Linked DNA regions of Mus musculus: region 2 is linked to region 1. A link is a contact called in public Hi-C data. All regions are on one chromosome and are shown on one strand. Each heading gives the region's core, a stretch centred on a gene start, on an enhancer-like site or on the middle of the called end of the contact. The rest is flanking DNA. Distances are from core to core; before and after follow the strand shown. Region 1 has its middle 50 kb from the start of 5430437J10Rik. Region 2 overlaps 5430437J10Rik (RIKEN cDNA 5430437J10 gene).

What was found. Hi-C and Micro-C count contacts between places; a contact is called where the count stands out from the background.
Region 2: a contact with region 1 is called in a Hi-C map of myeloid progenitors, with 2.1 times the contacts expected there. The contact joins two enhancer-like sites. A contact is called at or near these places in 2 of 484 Hi-C or Micro-C datasets (Th1 cells and myeloid progenitors), 1 of 115 datasets of contacts at active chromatin or transcription factors (CD8 T cells) and 1 of 9 other capture datasets (bone marrow-derived macrophages).

Annotation. Positions count from the first base shown.
Region 1 is chr15:5,444,132-5,449,408 of GRCm38.p6, reverse strand. It overlaps the pseudogene Gm46496. Among named protein-coding and RNA genes, the nearest start is that of 5430437J10Rik, 50 kb to the left of the region's middle. Within about 2 kb of position 2,793, at least 126 of the 459 cell types and tissues checked have an H3K27ac peak or open chromatin away from gene starts, as enhancers often do. A contact at or near this core is called in Th1 cells, bone marrow-derived macrophages and myeloid progenitors, where this site is marked.
Region 2 is chr15:5,537,483-5,542,759 of GRCm38.p6, reverse strand. 5430437J10Rik (RIKEN cDNA 5430437J10 gene) reads right to left here. Exons shown (of 5, transcript NR_045274.2): 2 at 3,035-3,135. Among named protein-coding and RNA genes, the nearest start is that of 5430437J10Rik, 44 kb to the right of the region's middle. Within about 2 kb of position 3,014, at least 93 of the 459 cell types and tissues checked have an H3K27ac peak or open chromatin away from gene starts, as enhancers often do. A contact at or near this core is called in Th1 cells, bone marrow-derived macrophages and myeloid progenitors, where this site is marked.

The DNA of each region.
Region 1 (5,277 bases), core at 1,544-4,043:
CATCTAGAGACTGCCATACCCGGTGATCCATCCCATAATCAGCCTCCAAACGCTGACACCATTGCATACACTAGCAATATTTTGCTGAAAGGACCCAGATATAGCTGTCTCTTGTGAGGCTATGCTGAGGCCTAGCAAACACAGAAGTGGATGCTCACAGTCAGCTATTAGCTGGATCACAGGGCCCCCAATGGAGGAGCTAGACAAAATACCCAAGGAGCTAAAGGGTTCTGCAACCCTATAGATGGAACAACCATATGAACTAACCAGTATCCCCAGAGTTCGTGTCTCTAGCTGCTTATGTATCAGAAGATGTCCTAGTCTGCCATCATTGGAAAGAGAGCCCCATTGGTCTTGCAAACTTTATATGCCCCGGTACATGGGAATGCCTGGCCAAGAAGTGGGAGTGGGTGGGTAGGGGAGTGGGGGGGAGTGTATGGGGGACTTTTGGGATAGCATTGGAAATGTAAATGAAGAAAATACCTAATAAATAAAAAAAGACTGGTTACAAATATGTAATAAATTTATATACATATATACATATTCGTAAATATATAAATACAACCTGCTCAGTACAAACAATGTTACTTTTCTGTGTATGTTTTCAGAGATGACCATCGATACAGTGCTCCCTGAGGAGTCATAGACTAACATAACCCTAACACCAAGCACAAGAAGCTCTCGTTTTTGTCAGGGTTTTCCAAGAAAATCCCAAAATATTATAGGCTACTGGACTGCCTTTTGTTGCCCCAGAGGTGGGAGGTAAGTCACTATTGCTGAAGACTCCATTCACTTACATGCTATTTTTTTAATTGCTTCCCCAAAACAACCATAGGCTAACACCAACAAAATCCAGGAGCCAGAATGAGAAATTTTCTTTGGAATGTTTAAGAGTTATTCAAGTGACTCCTAAAACAACACAGACTACTATCAATGTAGTCCTCGTTTACTGCTAACACCACACACTTTGAACCCAGAACTCAGATGAGTCAAGTGGATGACTCTAGCTTCTATGATATACAAGTTGTCAGTGGAGGGAGGCAACTCAAGAGTCCTACCCAGCTGCAAAACCTATGAAGCACAACAATGATCAGCATGATAAGATATCCAAAGAATGAAATGAGAATCCCTTGTGTGTTGGTGATAACCAACAGCTGTCTAATTAGACTTAAGTCTCATGCAACAGGAAGGAATTCATGCCTTGTATGGGAAATCTAGCTAGCTTCTCAAGTTTTGTGAGGGCATAGACCTTAGAAAAGAATTTACCACCATGACTTGGCTAAACCAGAGTAATTACTCACTACAACTCAAATCTCATCCTTCAATGCTGTGGGTACAGATAAGTGTAGGTAGCTCCCACACCTCATCAAACAGAGCCTCTATTTACAGCAAATGGAGTCTATCACAAAAAACCCACAGCTGAACACAATACAGCGACAGATCATGAGGAGCCCAGCCTCAATGGATACACTTATATCACAGCTCTTATATCTATGGCTTGGCTCAGGGCATATCCTGGAAGAAAGGGTAAAAAGATTGTCTGATCCAGAACACCAGGAAGTTGGCTGTGAAACAGTCTCTCCTAGAAATGGCTGAATAAACAAGACTGGAACAATTTCATTATCAATAGATCTGGTGACATGAAAGTGGGTAAAATGTCATGGGACCCACCCACAGGCAACTAATAACAGCCAGAGGAGAATTAGCCTCTCCTGGATATAAGTCCCCTTGTTGGTTACTCAATGAATACGGGTCCATATATACACAAACAACCAAAAAAGACCCAGAAAGTTGATTATATATTTGTGGATACTTATGCACGTGCACACACACACACACACACACACACACACACACACACATATGTATATATGAAACAGTAATAATCAAAGAAATAGAGGCTAGCAATGTAAGCATGGGAAGGTCATAGGAGGGATTGGAGGAAAAAATATCTGGGAAGGGGCTGGAGGGAGGAAAGGGGTAGTGGGAAAGGGATGTAATTCTCTTTTAACTAAAAATATATTAATAAAATAGGAGTAAATGAACTTTCATCATTAATGTAGATTGAAGTAATTTATTTTCCTGTCACCTAAATGAGGCTCTCACCCAACATCTTCTCATTCTCATACAGAAGGCCCACACACACACACACACACACACACACACACACACACACACACACGGCTGAAGATTAGTACATTCTTTTGAGAACTACAGGACAAGTTCAAAATGGATATTGTAGCTCCTCAGCTGATCATGTGAAAAATCCCTGTAACAGGGCCTGTCATGCATGACATCATCTGGGTCATAGGTTCTGGTGGGAAAGGTCACTTTAAAGGTCCCTTCTCTTTTAGCTCATTCTAATAATGAAAGCCACCAATGACAGCTAAATGTCATCAACTTTCCAAGGTTCAGACCTGCACCCAGGAACAGGGAATCCAGACCTCCTGACTTGTAGGTTATGATACAGCATCGCCAGGCTGTGACATGTTTGCAGCTCTCACTTCTGCCCTGACACCTCTGCAATGCTACAGGGGGTTTCCTACATCTCCCCTCCTCGTGCTTTTCTGAACTCACCCAGATTTTATTTACATATGCTTCACTAATCCTCAGTGGCCCCAGGCAGTAATTATATTAAACCCCCAAAAACGAATAAAATAGTTAATATAAAACTATAACATTGCTGTCAAAAGGAAGACGATAATTGTGACATGGGCTCCAGGGAAATGGAGAAGTGGTCAAGTCACTTTGCTATTTTTACCTGCCTCTAATTATAGAAGGAACTGTATGTGTTTAATCAAATGTGCAATCACACAGACAGTGACTCAGAGCTCTGAGAAGAGTCAAACCACGTTGACAGCAACTATGCTCAAAAGATCCTAATCTTTCACTTCTGCTATTACTTTATTCATCTTCCGGGTGTTAATAAATCAACATTGGCCTGGAGGTTCTCGTCTGTAAGGTGAAGGACTTGGACAACAGGATCTCTAGTTTCCTTTCCAGGGAAAAGTCTATGCTTTTGAGGGATTACAGAAAAGGAAACAAGGATACAGTGTAAAGTTGAAGAGTTACACAGAAGAAAACAGGAACCAGGAAGTAAAAATTTATAGTCTCCAGACATCCAGGCACCTTCCCCGACAGAGGAGGGCTCTGCTGCAGAGCACCTGGGGGGAGCCATCTTGGGTCCCAGATCCCTCAAAGACTAGTCTGCCCAGGCGAGAGTGCGGACTACAGAAGCTACACAGCTTCTACAACAGGCAGAAGCAACACAGCTTCTGGAACAGAGCCCATTTCGGGCTCCAGACATCCCGGCACCTTCCCTGACAGAGGAGAGGTATCTGCCCTGCCCAGGAGGGCTCTACAACAGAGCACCTGGGAGAGCAATATTGGGTACCAGATCCCTCAGAGACTAGTCTGCTCAGGTGAGAGAACACACTACAGAAGGTATACAGATTCTGGGACAGGCCCTGTTTCAGGACTTCATCTTAAGCCAGGAGGGAGGTCCAAACACAAGATATCTGTGCACCTTCCCTGAAAAAGGAGAACTTGCCTACAGAGAGTACTCTGACCACTGAAACTCAGGAGAGAGCTACACTACCAGATCTGCTCACAGAGGCTAACAGAATCACAGGAGGAGCAAGCTCCAATCAGAGACAACTATAACAACTAACTCCAGAAATTACCAGAGGGCGAAAGGCAAACATAAGAATCTTACTAACAGAAACCAAGACCACTCACCATCATCAGAACCCAGCACTCCCACCTCAGCCAGTCCTAGATACCCAACACACCCAAAATGCAAGACTCGGTTTTAAAATCATATCTCTTGATGCTGGTAGAGGACATCAAGAAGGACTTTAATAACTCACTTAAAGAAATACAGGAGAACACTGCTAAAGAGGTAGAATCCCTTAAAGAAATACAGGAAAACACAACCAAACAGGTGATGGAATAGGACAAAACCATACAAGACCTAAAAGGGAAACTAAACACAATAAAGAAAACCAAAAGTGAGACAGTGGTGGAGATAGAAACCCTAGGAAAGATATCTGGAACCATACATGTGAGAATCAGCAACAGAATACAAGAGATGGAAGAGAGAATCTCACATGCAGAAGATTCCATAGAGAACACCGGCACAACAGTCAAAGAAAATGCAAAATGCTAAAAGATCCTAACTCAAAACATCCAGGAAATTCTGAACACAATGAGAAGAGCAAACCTATGGATAATAGGAGTAAATGAGAATGAAGATTTTTCAATTTAAAAGGCCAGCAAATATCTTCAACAAAATTATAGAAGAAAACTTCACAAACCTAAAGAAAGAGATGCCCATGAACATACAAGAAGCCTACAGAAGTCCAAATAGACTGGACCAGAAAAGAAATTCCTCCCAACACATAATAATCAGAACAACAAATGCATGAAATAAAGATAGAATATTAAAAGCAGTAAGGGGAAAATGTCAAGTAACATATAAAGGCAGGCCTATTAGAATTACACTAGGTTTCTCACCAGAGCCTATGAAAGCCAGAAGATCCTGTACAGATGATATGCAGACCCTAAGAGAACACAAATGCCAGCCCAGGCTACTATACCAAGAAAAACTCTCAATTACCATAGATGGAGAAACCAAAGTATTCCATGATAAAACAAAATCCAAACAAAATCTTTTCATGAATTCAGCCCTTCAAAGGATAATAAAGGGAAAACACCAACACAAGGACAGAAACTACACCCTCATAAAAGCAAGAAAGTAATCCATCAAGAAACCTAAAAGAAGACAGCCACAAGAACAGAATCCCAACTTTAACAACAAAAATAACAGGAAGCAACAATTACTTTTCTTTAATTTCTTGTAACATCAATGGACTCAATTCCCCAATAAAAAGACATAGACTAATAGACTGGTTACAGAAACAGGACCCAACATTTTGTTGCTTACAGGAAACCCATCACAGGGAATAGGACAGACACTACCTCAGAGTTAAAGGCTGGAAAACAATTTTCCAAGCAAATGGTCTGAAGGAACAAGCTGGAGTAGCCATTCTAGTATTGAATAAAATTGACCTCCAACACAAAGTTATCAAAAAAAGAAAAGGAGGGGTACTTCATACTCATCAAAGGGAAAATCTACCAAGATGAACTCTCAATTCTGAATATCTATGCTCCAAATACAAGGGCAGCCACATTCATTAAAGAAACTATACTAAAGCTCAAAGCACACATTGCACCTCACACAATAATAGTGGGAGACTTCAACACACCACTTTCATC
Region 2 (5,277 bases), core at 1,765-4,264, 93 kb before region 1:
TGGAAATGTAAATGAAGACAATACCTAAAAAAAAGAAAAAGAAAAAGATTTAACATTTTCTTCTGTTGCATCTTTTATACCTGTGTTTCTCTCTTCCATCTCTTGTATTTTGTTGGTGATGTTTGCATCTATATTTCCTCAGTTTTTCATCTCCAGGATTGCCTTCGTTTGTGAGCATTTTAATTTCTTTTTCTCATTTTCAAATCTTGAACAGTTTTATTATTGCCATTACGTGTTTTATTGTATTTTCCTCTATTTCTTTATATGTATTCATTTCCTCTTTAAGAACCTCGACTTAGTTGATTGTACTTTTCTATATTTCTTTAAGAGATTTATTCATTTTGTCTTTAAAGGCCTCTATTGTCTTCATAAGATTAGATTTAAGGACATTTTCCTGCGGTTCAGATGTTTTAGGCTATCCAGGTCTTACTATGGTAGAATTGCTGGGAACTGGTGGTACCATATTGCCCTGACCTTGGTTGATTGTGTTTTTACCCTGGCCTTTAGCCATCTGGTTGTTCCTAGTGTTGGCAGGCCCGGTAGTCCTATATGGCAGCAGGCCTCTAGGGCTGCATGCAGTTTGAGTTGGTAGTCTCTGATGGCAGCAGACCTCTGGGATTGCAGATAGAGCTTGTTGCCCCCAGTGGCAGCAGGCTTACAGAGATTCAAGCAGAGCTGGTAGTCCCGTATGGCCAGGTAGAATGCAGGCAGAGCTGTGGCCTGAGTTTAGAGGGGACAGAACAGAGCTCACTGCAGCAGAGTTGGCCTGGGGAGGGCAGCAGGCAGGGAGTTAGGATAGGGTCTCACCTGGCTGTGGCCCTCTGGCATTGCGGGTAGAGGTGAGAACCAGAAGATAGAGCACAGAGGGGACAGGGAAGACTTCGTGGCTGCTGGGCTTGCCAGAGGAACCAGCTAGTAGGAACTTGAGGGTTGAAGATCACACCTAGTTGTCCCAGATGGCCACAGGCCTCCAGGGATATAGGCAAGCTGTAGTCCAGAAATGGAGAGCAGAGGGGGCAAGGCAGAACTCACTGCGGCTGGGTTTTCCCAGAGGGAAATTGTAGGGAAACAAGTAGGGAATTGGAGTAGAGGTCTCACCTGGTGGTCTCTGATGGCTGCAGTTCTCTGGGATTTCTAGTAGAGGTGTGGACCCCAAATTGCTTTTGGTCCTTTTATTTTTCATGGCAATAAAAATCAATCTAATAAAAATAAGCTTCCTATATCTAAAGCTACACTTTTGTGAAAACTTTTTGATTACTATAGTTTTGTTAGGCTGTTTGTATCACTGATTATAAATGTCACATTTTAAAAGGGAGGAGCTCTCAACTACACATACCATAAAGCAAAGCTCCCTCCCAGGATTAAGAAATAGCTGAATGGAATCTCAAACCAGACTCAAAAACTCTACAAACAGGAAAAAATTCAAGCTGAACTGCTATATAATCTAATCAAATAGATCTATAAAATATTAATACTTATGAAATACTGCTTTAGTAAATACCCAGATACTTGTACAGGTTAGGGCAGGATGGAGTGTTGGTTGATTTAGACTTCTCTGTGTGCAGGGATGATGAGTGGGAAATGTTAGATCATTTCAGACGCAACTTTACTTAAATGTTGACTGAAGGAGGGTGAACAGATGTCTGCAGGCTTACCTGCGGCTCCCTGCTACACAGACTGGACAGACAGGGTTTATGAAGCGATCCAGATGCTGGTGCTTGCCATTTTCCCAAAGCGACTGGAAGTCAGTTAGAGTTATCCCTACAAAGGCCACAGGCTACAAACCAGAGGACATTTTACACAGCAAAATATGGAACCAAAAGATTTACAAAAGACTCAAATGCAATCTTATCTTAAGAAATGATATCACCGTCTTCAAATATGTTCATGGAGTTCTCTCCATTTTATTCTCAGACTTACTGTAGGTCAGCTTCAATGCAAAACTTCGCCTTCCCAAGTTACTGCTTTAACAGGAAATTATGAGAATTCATTATTAATTATAAATATCTTGATATCTTCAGAATAAGTAATTATACCTACTGTAATAAAAGGAAACTAAACAAAACATTTTTTTAATCTGATCAAAAATGGTCTGCATTTAAAGGTTGCTGCCCCAATATTTAACCATCTAACCTTAATTCCTGTAGTGTTCCATATAGTAATGGAGTATACTGACCACCACAAGTTGTCCTCTAAAATATGGAACTCTCTCTCTCTCTCTCTCTCTCTCTCACACACACACACACACACACACACACACACACACATATATATATATATATATATACATATATATATATATATATATATATATACACACACACACATATATATATATACACATATGCCCCAGTAGTACAGGGGAATGCCAGGGCCAAGAAGCGAGGAGGGGGGCGGGTAATAGGGGACTTTCAGGATAGCATTTGAAATGTAAATGAAGAAAATACCTAATTAAAAAATGAAAAAATTTTTTTCAATAAAGGAAATATTTCAAGTAAGTGAGTCTGTTCACTAAATCCCAGAGAGCTAGAAAGATATATTTATATACAGAGAAAAAATTCAGCTAAATTTCACAATATTTACATAAGTTATCCTGACTATTTTATTCCATGATGAAAAGATGTGACACTTTTAGACGAAAGATGATTGTGGTGCAGTATTGCATGACACTATTCCTGAGGAAATGTTAACACATATGGACTCACCTCAAATAAGAAGTAATGACAGATCAAAGTAAGGATACCACCAAAGTCCAATTTGATGAACCAATGAGCTTAATGGAATTACTTACAGGAGTATGGGTGAAGGGTTGCATGGAGATGGAGAAAACTCATAGATAGCTGTATCAATAAAATGTTCACTCTAGCATGTGTAAACTCACCCAAGCTCAAAAATGCTAGAAAGCTGGAGGAGGGGAAGGCTCAACACATTTGATTTCAGAGAGTAATGAGTCAGCTCTGTTGGTATGAGACTCTACTAGACAGCTAACCTTGTGTAACAGTGTCTGTCAGAAGTTAACTATTGGTTGACTCACCTAGCCTGTGACCTGCTTTTCAGCAGCCTGGGGTGAAGGCAGCACTTCTTATGGAGTATCCTGAACATAGTCTTGAGTGGGCTGTGAGATGCTCACAAAGTCTGGGAAAGACAAAACAATCACATCATTGAAGAAGTCCCCCAAAGCTCCCAAGAGTCTGCCTCTTACATTGTCTTCATCTCTAAGTCAGTTATATAACCAAGTGCCTCGTGCGCCACTTCCTCATTGCTCAATGGGAAGAACGCCTGGCCACTGTGCGTTCAGATTACCATAGAGATGAATGAGGTAATGCACAGAGAGAGCACAATTTCAAAGTATTTCCTTTACCATATTTTTTTTCTGCTAAGCACTAACATTATTTGAAATTTTAGCCTTTGTTTCAATGTAGATCTATTTCCCCTGTGTTCTCCTTGTAACTAATATGTCAACCATCCTACTTGTGGTGAACACTGTTCCTTTAGTTTGTTTTTTAAATCTCTGCTGCAGAAACAACATCCTTGCTTGTTGTACAGTACCCATCATTAGAGCTGCCCCATCACTGCTCAACACTAAATACCAAAATAGGGAAAAGAAAGGCTCTTTAGCGTCATTCTACAGTTACCTAAGGAAACAGAAGAAAAGCGTTTCCCTGTATGCATGTCTTAAAGCATGGTTTCCAGACCAAATGTAATAAAAGCATAGTGGTTTGTCTTCTGAGTGCAAAAGATCCCTCCAGGCAACTTTTACCTGAAGTTTCATAAGCAAACTATATTTTCACTGTTCTTTGAGAATATTCAGAGTAATGCCTGGCTCCCAAGCCTGCCATATTTATTGAGTGAGTCAGAGCATATTAACAAATGCTGTCACAACATTCCAAACCTCCGTCCTGATAGGTTTTATTGATTAAGCAGTCATTTTCATCAAAAGCATAGACAAACCTCAAGTGTGCTTAGGGATTTATATTAGCTTACTCTCAAGGAAAATTGCTAGAGAGAAACTGTGTTGGCAGAGGCTAATTGGCTGCTTTTAACTTGAGTGATGTGCGGACGTTTGAATGTTGTAGGTACAGAGCCTAATTACAACTTACCTTGCCTATGCTTGGCTCCCTAAAGAGCTGTCTGTGTACCAGATCTAATATCCTGTGACAAGGAGCTAAATGCTTTTGGGGATACATTATCTTAACAGAACCATACTCCACACCAATCAAGAGGCTACGGCTGTTGCTCTGAGGAAGCACCTGAGGCCTGTGGCTGAGACCTCACTCTGGGCACTTTTATCTGCCTCTCTCATGTTCCCATCCATGGAGTTGAAAAAGGTCTTGATTTTACGATTTTTGTTTTGTTACTGTAAACCTTCAGGAAGCTATTTGTATATTGAAACATAATTTAGGGTAATCTAAGCCTGTGTTCCCAGGACATGGTCACACATATTTGGTTCCAGAATAAACTATCTTATTTGAGATGAGAATGTTTTTACATCAATTCCTAAAGCCACTCCTTTAGATAAAGAGGGGGGAATAATCTTAAAATTTGCACACTCCTATAAAACAAAGTGGAAAATTCCATCTTACGCTATTTGATATTTATTTATTTATCTATCTATTTATTTATTTATTTTGCTTTTTGTGTTTCCAAAGGAAAAAGAGTCCCATGAGCAAACGGATAGCGAACAATGTCTCATAATGTGAAGCTCAACTCACTTCTAGCTTTCTTCTTACGGCCACCTGCCTCTGAGAGAGACCACCAAATCACACCTTGCCATGTATCTACACTCATGCTGTCTGTGAACATAGGTATACAGACAGCGATCGTAAATCTAATGGTTAATTCACACTTGGTTAACATTAAATCTCAGCACTGACAGTCTGGGAGGTGGAGGCTTTTTCCAAAAGAAATTTGGAAAGATTGCTTTCCATTGTTAAAAGTAAAAAAAAAAAAAAAAATACTGAGAACAAGTGCCCAGGCTATTTTTATATATGATGAAAATAAAAAATGTACTTTAGCCAGGATTTATAACATCAGTCACTCCCTTCGGAAGCAAGTTTCCACCCTGTGATGGAGCTCCCTGATTTAGGACTGAGTCAATCTCCACGTGATGGCTTTGGAATGCCACTGGCTTGGTGAAAAGGTTCAGCCTGAGCACCCAGCACTTTCCTGGCACTAACAGTCCTGGGGGAGGGCCATCCCAGGTACATGTCACAGGTGCTGGTGACATCACAAACAGGAAGATCATTTCCAGTCCCACTAAGGAAAGAAGGAGGAAGA